2 separate regions of the Mus musculus genome follow, and region 1 is linked to region 2. Evidence: chromatin contacts called from public HiChIP or PLAC-seq data. All regions are on one chromosome and are shown on one strand. The core of a region is the stretch at or near the end of the contact, and the rest is flanking DNA. Distances in the headings are between cores, read along the strand shown.

Region 1 (6,589 bases), core at 3,163-5,662, 380 kb after region 2:
GAGTTTAACAACAGATCTTTTTGTGAGTTGAGAGATAATTTGTAACCAAAAAAGGTATATGACTCATACAACTGCAAATGAACACATCAGACTTTTAGACAAAGGAAGGAAGAAACAGTATCAATAGTTAAAGGAAAAATCATAAAACACAAAGCCCGATGATGGTATTTACTTACAGTTAGTAATCAGCTACATTCCTTTTCTTTTCTTTTCTTTTTAAAATATATATTTCTTTAGACAAAAACACTTGCATTACCCTCAGTATTCAACTTACAAAATTATAAAATAGCTTAGAGACAGGAAAAGATACCAATAACTGAGAATGAAATAGACAGAACACCCAATAATCCCCCTCCTGTTTCAGCATCTGTCCTAACCTTTGCTGACAGCGTATTCAAGAAGCCTTCAGTTGCTAAACCCACTTGTTTTTAATCAACTCAGTCAAACATTAGTCATGGCTTTCGGGATGATTCAGGAAGATGGTTGACCCTACAGTATTCTGTCTCTGATTGAAAATTACAATCTGAGGAGACTGTACCGTGTGTGTGTGTGTGTGTGTGTGTGTGTGTGTGTGTGTGTGTGTGTTGGAGAATCTCTTACTGCTTTTTTGCAGAAGGTAGAGATGTGGGAGGGAGCCACATCTGCTAAAGAGGTATTGTTTTTCTAATTGTCACAAAGGTACCAGATAGGCTGGCTACCCTTGCTTTTGTTGATACTAGATCTTCGGGGCTGTAACCATGACTCAAACGTCCTAACTTTCTCTTTCTTTTCCTTTTTCTTAGGTTTTCTTACAGAGACTGGAAAAACGAGAGCAAGTACTATTTTTTCTACAGGAAGTGACTCTGCCTTCCAAGTTACACAGATCAGAATTATGGTAATTACTGTGCAGTCTTTGCTAAGCCCACTCTATAAGGGCTGTGATGTTTGCTCCATCCCCTTGATTCATGACCACTTCTGCAGTGTTAGATATTAGCTACTGTATTTGGTGAGAAAAAACATACTTCTAAGTAAGAGGCCTATAAAGGCAGTCTTTTGTCTTTTCATTTGGTTTGCAGCTTACACAAAATTGCTGTCAAGTTAATATGTTGTTAAAACAGGTTACTCACTGGCTTGTGTGAAAAAAATAAAGAGAAAAATAAAACAAACAAACAAACAAAAAAAGAATTATGGTAATTTCTCTTCCACCTTCTTAAGTAGTTGTAGTGCTCTTCAAAGGTGAATTAGGGACTGGGGAGATGGCTCAGCAGTTAAGAGCACTAGGTGCTCTTCTAGAGAGCCTGAGTTCCATTCCCAGTAGCCTTGTGATGACTCACCATGTGGAACCTGGCATGCATGTGGTGTGCAAACAGATCTGTAAGCAAATACTCAAACACAAAAAAAAAAATAAAAGTTTTAAAGTGAATTGAGCTAGGTGTGGTGGAACACACCTCTAATCCCAGCACTCAGGAGGCAGAAGCAGTGGATTTTGTGAATTCAAAGCCAGCCTGTTCTACATAATGAGTTATAGAACAACCAGAGCTACATAGAGAGGCCCTGTTTTTATTTGCTTGTTTGTGTGTTTGTTTTAAAAAAGTGATTGGGTTATGTTTCCATAGATCCTTGCCTGTCATTGGGTATACAGTAATTATCTTCCTCTGTCTCAGTCCTCTGGCAGAGGGCAAGTGTGCAAATTTAGATTCAGTTTTAAGTCTCTGAGGAGTGTGACTATAAGAATGGAGAGAGCCAAGCTAATGTTTTAGAGGAAATAGCCGCCTTACTTGCAGGGCGTAGTAACATGGAATAGCATTTTATTGGTTTCACTGTGCCATAAGCTGTCTATGTCAACCGGAGACAAATCAGCAGAGAATGTTTGCCTCTGTTCCCAGGTTCGCCGTGGTGGCATTGGTGCTCAGTGTGGGCTGGTCTTTGCCTATAACTCGCCTTCTAATAAGTTTCACGCAGAAGAACACTTCAAACGGTTTGAAAAATATGACAAATGGAAACTCCAGGAACTGAGGCAGTTCGTAAAAAGCAGGTACAGCCCAGAGAGAGTCTGTGTGGTCAATAAAATTGCATCTATTCTCTCGCTGGATGCGGGATTGCATGCCTTTAATTGGGAGGCACTTGGGAGGCAGAAGCAAGTGGACCTTTGTGAGTTTGGGGTTAGCCTCATCTAAAATAGTGAGTTCTAGGCTAGCCATTACTATATAGTAAGACCCTGTCTTAAAAAAAAAAAAGGATGTATCTTTATTGTTGAATTATGCTTATAGAAAAGGTGACAGTAACCCACCACAGAGGCCAGAAGTCATTGTTATTTTCTTTTTTTTTTTTTTTTTGAGACAGGGTTTCTCTGTATAGCCCTGGCTGTCTTGGAACTCACTCTGTAGACCAGGCTGGCCTCGAACTCAGAAATCCGCCTGCCTCTGCCTCCCAAGTGCTGGGATTAAAGGCGTGTTTGCCACCACTGCCCAGCCTATAGTGACATTTTTTTAAGAATTCTGGAATTTTTGGTTCTTTTAGAAACACAGAAATATAAGAATGTGCTTTTGTTTTAACCCCAGGTGTAGGGATATGGGGCTGCTTCAAACTTTCCTCAGCAGCTGATCATGATTTGTCTTGTGCTTTAGCAGAAGTGTTGTTTTGCCAGATGTAAATATTTCTGTGATTGTGTGACTTTGGAATTCTGAGAACTTTTCAGAGGGTACATAAATATGAGTCCCCTAAGAGGCAGGGTCAGTGGTTGTTAGTCATTTAGGGAGGTTGGTTGCAGTTTGTTAGTAGCTGTGGTCAAGAAAGACATTAGATTCAGGAATTTTCCTAATTATTCTCTCCCCTCTATCCTTTTTTCTCTCCTATCTACTGATAGGGGGTAAAACTGGGGGAGTTAGGATAAAGAGTGGGAAAAGGAAGAACCCATAAAGTAGCAAAGACCAGCTACAGTTTGGTGGTGTGTATACCTGCGCCATGTGTATGCCTACTGCCCATGAAGGTCAGAAGGCTGCATTGGATCCCCTAGAACTGGTGTTATGAGTGATTGGGAGCTGCCATGCAGATGCTAAGAACCAAACCTGGATCTTCTGAAAGAACACGCTGTGTTAATTCTGAGCCTTGTCTCCAGCCTCCTCAAACTTTCATTGAAAATACTTATTAAACATCTATTATGTGCTGGGCCTGATGCATTGAAGGTCCTGCAGTGGAAAAAGTACCAGAGGGGTCACTGTAGTGACCATAGAGAGCTTCCTGCCAGGAGACAGTGTCAGCTGTGTAATGAATGCTATACGGGAGACCTCTGGGAGCAGATAGCAGGCCTTACTTGACAGGAAATGTAGCCCTGAGCCAGTGAGCAGTGCTATGATGTTTCTGAAGAGTGAATTACACACTAAGTAGGTGCTTGAAGAAGCAGTGTGTGAAGGTGATTGTATGGCTAAGCTGCACTGTTGGGAAGGGTGGCAAAGGACAGAGCTGGAGAGCTGGGAGAGGCCAGGTCAGTAGAAATGTCTTTGTTTGAGGTCTTAGTTTCTCTTTGAAGCACATGTGTGTAGTGGGGAGGCAAGCAGACAGAGGGTAGAGCTTGTTATTGGGGAGGTAAGAGAATATGAAGGAAGTCAGGTGTGTTCTGGAAGAACTGCTCAGGCTTGTGCTGCAACATCATGAATAGAGGAAAGCAAACAGAGAGCCAGAGGCTGCGAGTAAGCGTGTTGCCCAGGAAGCTGAAAGTAAGAGTGGCCTAGACCAGCACAAGACCTCTAAAGCAGCAGCAGCAGCAGCAGCAGCAGCAGCGGAGGAGGAGGAGCAAGGTGGCTTGATGCTGTGGGCCCTGGGGATGACTGAGTAGAGAGCAGAAGAGGAAAGGAGGCTGGCAGCACCAAGTTCGGGCAGGTGGAGAACTTGGTAGTACCCTGTTCTGAACTAGTACATGCTCCAGGGAGAAGCAGGATTATGGGAAGACAGGTAACTCAATGTTAGCCCTCTTGGGAAGATTTGAGATGTCCTACAGCCAGTAGGACAAACAGGTCAGCAGCTTAGAAGAGACTCTTGTATTGTAGGGACAGACATGACAGTCTTTGAAATGTTAATTAAAAACATAGGGTCCAGGTATGTAGCCTCATGACTATAATCCCAGCATTCAGGAAGCTGAGGTAAGATTGCTGAGAGTTCAAGACCAACCTAGATTAAGACCCTGTCTCAAACAAAACTAAAGGAAAATGTAGAGATAGAAGACATGGTTCTGGAGGACTGTAGACTAGCCAGACTACAGGCTACAGGTCACCCTGATGAGCAGCACTAGTTAAGAGACAACAGAAAACTTAGAGAATAGGGGACAAGCCAGGCCATACATACCTTCAGAAATCAGGGGATGGGTGTGGGTGGGTCATTAAGATGAAGGCTTAAAGTAGACATTGCTACAGAGGTCACTGCTGACTCATCAGATAGCATTGTCCTCCTTATTGCTGCTAGGAAGTTATCACTGTGAATCAGAGCCCTGGACTTGCCTTCTGGGCTATTGTATTTCCCAGGAGATCCTGTGAAAATACAGGTCTGATTTAGTAGTTATAGGAAGGACCTAAGTCTTCTTTTTCTTTCTTTCTTCCTCTTCCTTTCTTTTCCTCCTCTTTTCCTTCATTGCCTGTCTTGTTTGTGGTTTGTTTCTTGAGATTAGGTCTTATTAGCTTGGGCAGTTCAGAACGCCTCAGCTTCCTGTGTGCTAGGCTTACAGGTTTCCATCACCATACCCAGCATGATTTCTTTTTTAATAATGGCTGCAGGCACCACCTAATTTTAAGCAACTGTGTTCTCACTCTTGGGATATTAAAATAGGTCTTTTCCTCTAAACTTTTTGTCAAACAAGGTCTTTCATATCTTATGCAGGATGGGTTTTTTTTTTAACCTAAATACAGGCCTATTGATGAGTCCCTTAATGATTTGATCTGGTTTTAGCCTGAGTTATTCTTCAATGTAGGCCAACTTAGTTGGCCTACATATAATATCAGTCTCTCTCCAGTTGGAAATAACATTTTCTTGACCATTTTGTTGTGTTTTTCTGGCACTATGCTCCGGAGACAGCATCTGCCCACTGTACAGTGTGGTTTAGTGAGAGAACTTGCTTCTCCAGTACCTGACTCTGCCAGTTTTTTTAGGTTGCAGACTCTTTTGAGTAGACTTTCTGCCAGGCATGGTGGCAGGAGGATAGAAAGACATTGAGAGTTCAAGGTCAGCCTGGGCTACATAGCTGAGGATAGAACCAAGTTCTCACATATGCTGGGCAAATGCCATACCACTGAGATAGTATGCCCTCAAAGAATACATTTAAAATTCCTCAAACATGTATGATGGATGAGACTCATCGACAATTAGGGCTTAGCAAATTCCACCTGTCCTGTTATAATCAATTATACCACAAAAGATTTCTACCAAGAAATATTTGTGTGAGGAAGAGAATAAAATTTTTCCTTTGTTCCAGATCCTGTTGTACATTTTCTTCACTTTTCCCCATAGTTATCTGTGATTGCTAGACATGCTTATACAGTGAGCTATTAGTGTGAGAGTTGAGTCATAGGCCAAGTAGTATGAGATTTTAACAATGGAAACTTGAAGTCATGCATGGTGGCCTTTAATCTCAGCACTTGGGAGGTAGAGGCAAGCAAATGTCTGTTATAGCAACATAGTGAGTTCCAGAGTAGCTAAGGCTACCTAGTGAAACTGTCTCTAACCAACCAGCCAGCCAACCAACCAACCACCTGTCCACCCACCCAACCAACTAACCAAGAATGGTGCTTGAAAGAGTGCCTGCTGAAGAGGGAGCAGCACTTACCCATTCAGCTTTTAAGGAGAAAGATGCAATTATCCTTTGTTTTAAGGATGGAATGCTTCCTTTGGAGGACTTGCTAATCAACAGAGGTCTGTGAAGCCTGAGATTTGAGAGCTCCAGGATATGAGGCATCAACCCCTTCAGTTGTTTGTACATGACTCAGACCTCAGGGTAATTATACACACATTAGTCAGACCTAGGCAAGGGAAGCCACTCTTGCCTCTTCCTCAGTGATTACCAGAAATGCCCATCCTGGTATGTCGCTCTTCCATCTCACTGGAAATGCCTGGCTTAAATAACATTTGGATGAGACCTTGTCAGTCTCTGGAGAAACTTTGAAGCAAGAAAATGTCTATGATTACATTTGTATTCATTCGCAGGATTGGTTGCTCATCTGATGACCTTGGAGAGGATGATCCTATTGGCTGGTTTGAGCTAGAAGAAGAGTGGGATGAAGCAGATGTCAAGTTACAACAGTGCAGAGTTGCCAAAGTAAGCAGTAGCCAGGTTGTCCTTCACTCATTTACCTGCTTTCCCTTTCTACAAACATTGCTAACTGCACTAGCTCTGAGCCAACACTGGAACGTTAGAGGGGTTGGGAGAGACAGATGTGATATGACTATGACAGAGGGAGGTTTAACCCACCCTAGGGTTTACCAGAGAAGACTTCATCTGAAAGAGAGTGTGAAATTATGCCAAGTGCTGGAAGTGGATTGGACCATAATCTTTAGTTTGGTTGAGATGTGTCAGAAAGGCACACTGCAGTAAGTAGTACCCAGGCATAGATGCAAGAGGAATGCG
Region 2 (6,410 bases), core at 258-2,757:
GATCCTGCAGCCTCGGGTGGAATCTGGCAAAAACCAAGCCATTTCTGTGACCGAGGTGAGGTTGATGCATTGGCCATTCCTGTTCGAACATCTCTGCCAAACATCTCTGCTGCTCTGTACAGCCAGAGTCCAGTGTTGCCTTAGAGTATGATAGACATTATCATAAAATTTTATTGAGAATACATGTATGAGAGAGAAGACAGATCATACAGTATTAAATAGAAGAGACGGTGACATTTCAACTCAGCAAAGACCTGCAGGAGACAAGGAAACAGTCATAGAAGTACCGGGGAAAGGAGAGCTAGAGTGCACTTGGTGTGTTTGCGGGGCGTGAAAGAGGCCAGAGTGTCTGAAGCAAAGTGACGGAGGGGGAAGGGTGGAAGACAAGGCTAAGAGGCCAGATGGAGTGGGATCCTCACGGGGAAGGCAGGAGATGCTGAACAAAGAACTAATGACCTGGTTTGGCTCTGCTGGGACAAGAGCACAGTAATGTTCAGGGACTTGGGAGAGAATGCCACTGTTGATGATGGGAGGGGTTGGTGTTCTAGGTGAGATACAGAGATCCAGGTAGAATAGAGGCCAACTACACAGACAGGGAGTCCCCTCTGTCTCATGGAAGGCAGTCCCACTGCCAGTAGGCAGATGGCCAGACAACACTGACCTCTGTACGCTAGGTTCATGTGTATGTGGTTTAGCAGCCTCTGGGGAGACAGTATTTAGGGGGAGGAGCAATGACGAGAGGAAGGGCGTGAGCAGGGCAAAGTGGGTTGCTCAGAGTAGCATGAAGGGTTCTTTTCTCCGCTAGACTTGAAAACACAGGAGAGGGGACCTGGTAATTCAGGTCTGTGACTTAAGCTTTGGGCAGAATCAGTCCTTGCGCCATAGGGTTCAACCCCAGCTCTGCACCTTCTTAGGTAGGCTCCTTTGCCAGGTCACATCTCTGTCATTGTCAGCCTCATTGATGTGCTGGTAAATGTGTAGAAACAGGTTCTCTAAAAAGGGACAGAGGAGGGGCCCCACGATGCCTGGGGGTTGTGCATCTCCACAGTATAAACACTCTACCCGGCTGAGGCCAAGTCACCTAAGAGATGTGAAGCTCAGAGCTTAGTACCTTGTTCAGTCATAGGCGTTTCCACCATTCAGATAAAAGGAGTTTACCTTAAGCACACTGATAATGTCTTGATGTAAGAAAGTAATTAGGAAGCGATGACTTCTGAGAATTTATCAGCTTCTTTCAGTACAGATCACTCAGTTGTAAGTTTATTATGATTTAGTTCTAACAATGGCTGTGTCTAACAATCGGCTCACACAATTCCTAAAAATTTAACAATCGACTCTCATGAGCCACTCTAAGCCAGCTCCCCACGCCAACTTCCTCATCTGTAAAATGAAGATAAAAATAGCTGCTGCTCTGGTGGCTTGAGTATTGGATGAGACAGTGTGGGGGAAGGTGCTTCATGCCCTGCCCTCCGAGGCGCAGGCTGGGTCAACAAGGCTCGTGTTTACATTAGCCAGGGCCAGTATTATTTCCTTACATCTACAGAAAGAATGCTTTCTTGTCAGCTCTGCCTCCTAAGACCTGCCCAAGATCAGATCAGGATGTGGACGAGGAAAAGCTTAGTCTCAAAGGGCTTACACATGTTTAGAGGGGAAGAGGAACAACTGCCTTCTGTATGCCAGTCTGAACTGGGTGGGGAGTGGGCAGAGACAATCTGAGTAGGCAGTGCCTCTTGTCTAGCCAAAGTGCAGGTCCTACCATGAATTGCACAGCTTGATGTACTTAAAGCCTGTGAATCAGTAAGGGTCACCAAATCCTGCTAATGTCAAAGTGGGTAATGAAACGTGCCTAGGAGTTCACCATGATGACAACACATGCACACACACACACACACACACACACACACACACACCACTCTCTCGCTCCCCCTCACACTATCTCTCACACACAGTCACACACACGCACACATGCACACATACTCTCACACACACGCACACACACTCTCACACACACACATTATCTCTCATACACAGTCACACACATGCACACATGCACACATACTCTCTCACACAACACACGAACACACACATACTCTCTCACACACACATACTCTCTCACATACATACTCACACACACATGCACACACACATACTCTCTCACACACTCACACACACATACTCTCACACACACACATACTCTCTCACACACATTCTCTCACACACACACACTATCTCTTACACACAGTCACACATACTCTCACACACACACGCACACACACTCTCTCTCTCACACACACACACACAAGCACACACACATACTCTCACACACACTGACACACACACACACACACACACAGAGGCACGCACACACTGTCACAGGCACGCGCACACTGTCACATTCACACACACATTATATAAATTTCAAGTCTTCTAATCATATTGTACGATGGTTAATGAAGCACGATGCTTATTGTTAATAACGCCTGCAGTTGTCACTGATGGATCAGTTATGACAGACCAGGCCCTGGACACACACTTGGCACATGCATTCATCATTTCTGTCGATTCTCTCTCTAACTTCATCTTACAGAGAAGATGACCCAGCTGAAAGAAGTGATGTCACAGGGCAACTGTATGTCTGAGTCAAAATTAAACTGTAGTTTAGCTGACTCTGAAGCCCTCGCTTTAAATCATATCACTTGATGCTAGACTGGGAAGAGGATGGTCCCCACAGACGCCCCTGACGTCAGAGAATATTCATGCTATACTGGGAACAGCAGGAGATGGGTCAGGCTGCAGCGTGAGAAGGCCACAGGGGGACACACGTCCCTAGAGACCAGGACTGGGCTTACATTCTGAGGCCTAGCATGTCCCATCCCACCCCTGTGAAGGGAGTGCTTTCAAAAGCCCTCACTGAGTGACTGAAGGAACCTGAGGCAGGCACCTGGACCTTGGCCACATGGCACCATTTTCAGCAGGGCCGTCTGGCTCTCCCACTCTGGCTTTTTGCTCCTGCAGTGGGTAGGATCACTGCAGCTAGGTAGGCTCCCAGAACAGCAGTGCACGTGTTTCCACCTGCCAGTCAGGCCTGCCGTGCTCCCAAGCTCCTCCATTCCATCAGAAAACTTGAGCCCTACTTTTCTGTACCCACATTACAGCTGGAGCCACTGAGGCCCCAGCGAGTAGAGAGACTCATCCTAGATGACTTAGCCAGCTTGCCAGTCTTATGACTTCCTTTAAGAACAAAGGAATTCAGGGTCAGGAATGTGCCAGGTCACCTTTGCAGCCTGATGAGGAGCCTCCAGCTCTTCCTAGCCCTCAGGGGTATCACTGGCCAATGGCAGTCCCTGTACGCTGCTAGGATAGGTACAGGAGGAACAATCCAAGCAAAGGACAGAGAACTATATGTCCCTCAGAAACAATGGGCACTGAGAGGCCTACAGAGCCAGTAGGCAGTTCTGCTGGGAATAAAAACCAGCAACAGCTAGAAGCTTCCTGTGCTGTCCACCCCAGCCTCCCTCTTTGTGGGAGGACAGCTTTCAGACCAGACTAGCTACCCCGCCCCACCCCCAACCTCAGTGTAGGCAGAGTGGATTTCCCGGCAGTTCCCGCATACACGAGGACATCCTGTGGCCAGGGTGTGGGGAAGACCTCACTCAGCTCACGCTTGCTGAGCCCACAGGTCTAGGACAATGGAGCTGTAGGGCAAGTAGCCAGGCAGAGGGGGGAGGGTACCCAGGCTACTGTTGATGGGAGGAGTCCCAGCTCAGCATTAGAGCTCAGGCACCAAGCCTCACTCTCCTTCATAGGGTTGGCTCAAGGCCATCAGAAAATGGAAAGGAGCCTGGGTGAGGGTATATGGTATGTGTGTGTGTTTGTTTATATATATTATCATGGATAATGCACACATGTAATCCTAGAGCTCAAAAGACTGAAGCAGGAGGATTGCAAGTTTGAGCTACCAAGCAGGTTTCAGGCTTCAAAGTAAAATGAAAAGTGCTTAGGACATAGCTCACTGGCAGGGCACTTACCTAGCAAGTTCAGGGTCCTGGGTTTTATCCCCAGTGCCACAAAAGAAAAATAAGACAGATGACAGGTTGAATGACATTCCTGAGGTGACATCTACCTCCTGTGGCTGACAGAGGACTCAGTGTGCAGACATCTAGAAGGCAGGAGCAGGCCTCACAGGGGCTCTGCATGCAGTCACTCTGTGGCTCTATCCATGGTAGGAGATGTCCCTCTCACTACACGTGGGACCTGCATGACCCCAGAAACTGGCATCAGAGTAAGAGACGGCAAGGTAGGTGCTAAGAAGCCACTGTGGCCATGAAGCCTACCTCCTGCCCTTGCCTGGTCTGGCTGAACCAGGGTTGTTTCCCAAGTTCAGACTCCAGCTGGCTGCTATTTTGAGAAGACACACCACCCTCCACATCCTGTGGGCAGGGAGGATGCTCAGACAGACGTGGGTAGCCTCTGCCATCCAAGTCCAACCCAGGCCACTCCAACTGATGGGGAAGACACGAAACATACATAGCTCCACTAGTGGCATCTGGGGTCTGTCCACACTCAGCCCTCAGGCAGGAAGAACAGCACTATTGCTCTGTCTATGCTCTGCTTTGGACAGAAAGCCTGTGCTGGTGTCTCCAGCCATAGGTGGCTTTTGGGGTCTCCTGGGAGGGTGGCTGTGGGGCTGCCTAGTTGTACCCATGGAACCTTGGTCTGTGAAGCAGAGCATGTTCCTGGACTCATCAAGGTTGAGAAGAACAAGGCCTGAAGACACTGTCTGGTTTCACTCTGAGCCAGCTCTTCCTCCATCCCTACCCCATCCTGGCATTTCCTGTGGCCCCACAAACTCAAGCCCTGAGTAGCCTCCAGCCTCCTCTGCCATCCGTTCCTGCACTGGGCAACAGTGTGAACACTGATGCATACAACCACATGGTCACGCCCTGCTCTCAAGCCTTCTCTGCTGCCCTATCGATCGATCTAAGACAAAAGCCCAGGAACTTGAGCCTTCAAGCCTTTCACAAAAATGTCTTCCTGATTCTTCTGCCTCCACTTCCTCCATTCTCCCCATAGGGAAGGTCACAGCTGACCAATCACAGGTCACAAAGACCAGGTAATATCACAAACAACAACACACTGCCCCTTCTCAGTGTTGCATTGACGCTGACTCCTTCAGACTCATCTTCTAATTTATTTTCTCTTAAACTGGGTCTAGTTTACTCATGTTTTTGAGACAGAGTCTCACTTTAGCTCAGGCTATCCTTGAATTCAATCTGTAGTCCAGGCTAGCCCAAAATTCAGAGCCTTCTTAAATGCTTGAGATTTCAGATGTGAGCTACCATGCCTGGCTAGTTATATCTATTTTTAAAATCTTCTTAAAAAAAAAAAAAACAAGCCTATTATCTATAGCTCTTCAGGCTGCTTCCAGGACCAGCTGCCAGCTCTCACAAAGGTGAGTTGCCTGTGGCATCTGTATTTTTCCCCTGGTGCTGGGAATGGACCGGAAGGCCTTGTGCCTGTGGGGTAAGCACTCTACCACTACATCATACATTCTTCATGTAGTCTGTCCTGCTGTGCACTGTTCACTTCGAATGTGAGTTTGTCTTCAGGGAGAGCCGTCACTGTGTCCATGTCAGTTTTGGATCACGAAGGCTTCCCTAAAGAGCCATTTGGATTTGCTCTCACTGGGGTCCCTGGAAACAGATGGCTTCTATGGAAAAAAGAGGCCGGAGGCCACTGGGACTGGCACCAGGCTCTCTGCAAAAAGTCAGAGGCAACATCTGCTGGGAGTGGGACCTCTACCAGCTGAACTGTCTGCCAGCCTGGACAAGCTTGGGATCCGGGAGCTTGCCTGAGTCCTGGCAGGAAACTGAGTCTGTCTTGTGACCCTGAAAGTCTAAGCTAGCACCGGTCTGAGCTTTGGGTAAAAAGCCGCCAACCTGGAAGATGACCAGCAATGCACAGGGAGCTATAGAACCAGCATTCAGGGGAAGCCTGCTTTGATATCCTGTGCTGCGTGTGTTTGAAAATTTTGTGAAAATGTCATTATGAACACTGCCAAGTGCCCAGCAGATACAACTGCCCTCCGAGCTCTGAAACATGACTTCAGCTCCATCTCCCACACCAGCTTTTGACTTTAGCTCTTTGCTTCTGGCACCTGGGAATTCCCTGTTAGCTTTAGCTTTCAAGTGCAGCTATGTAATTTAAACAGGTTTTCTCTTCATATTTTCTTGAGCTTGGAGAGCAAGGTGTGGGTGGGTGGGGGCGGGGCTCTGATATCTACCTATGAACTGACCAGATGTCCTTTCCCAAGCATGAAAAAAGCCCCACTGAAATGTTCCCTCTTTGGGGAAGACCTTCTTACCTGCCACCAGTTACAGCTAGGTGCACACTCTGCCCTCTATCCAGCC

The links. HiChIP or PLAC-seq counts read pairs in DNA pulled down with a chosen protein or histone mark.
Region 1: a contact with region 2 is called in a FOXA1 HiChIP or PLAC-seq map of pancreatic cancer cells. The contact joins two enhancer-like sites. A contact is called at or near these places in 2 of 115 datasets of contacts at active chromatin or transcription factors (bone marrow-derived macrophages and pancreatic cancer cells) and 1 of 9 other capture datasets (pancreatic islet).

Annotation. Positions count from the first base shown.
Region 1 is chr11:72,842,474-72,849,062 of GRCm38.p6, forward strand. Zzef1 (zinc finger, ZZ-type with EF hand domain 1) reads left to right here. Exons shown (of 55, transcript NM_001045536.2): 10 at 783-874; 11 at 1,866-2,014; 12 at 6,169-6,280. Among named protein-coding and RNA genes, the nearest start is that of Gm26121, 36 kb to the right of the region's middle. Within about 2 kb of position 4,413, at least 30 of the 459 cell types and tissues checked have an H3K27ac peak or open chromatin away from gene starts, as enhancers often do. A contact at or near this core is called in pancreatic cancer cells and pancreatic islet, where this site is marked.
Region 2 is chr11:72,465,779-72,472,188 of GRCm38.p6, forward strand. The region is part of intron 2 of Spns2 (spinster homolog 2); the gene reads right to left. Among named protein-coding and RNA genes, the nearest start is that of Gm40194, 12 kb to the left of the region's middle. Within about 2 kb of position 1,508, at least 162 of the 459 cell types and tissues checked have an H3K27ac peak or open chromatin away from gene starts, as enhancers often do. A contact at or near this core is called in pancreatic cancer cells and pancreatic islet, where this site is marked.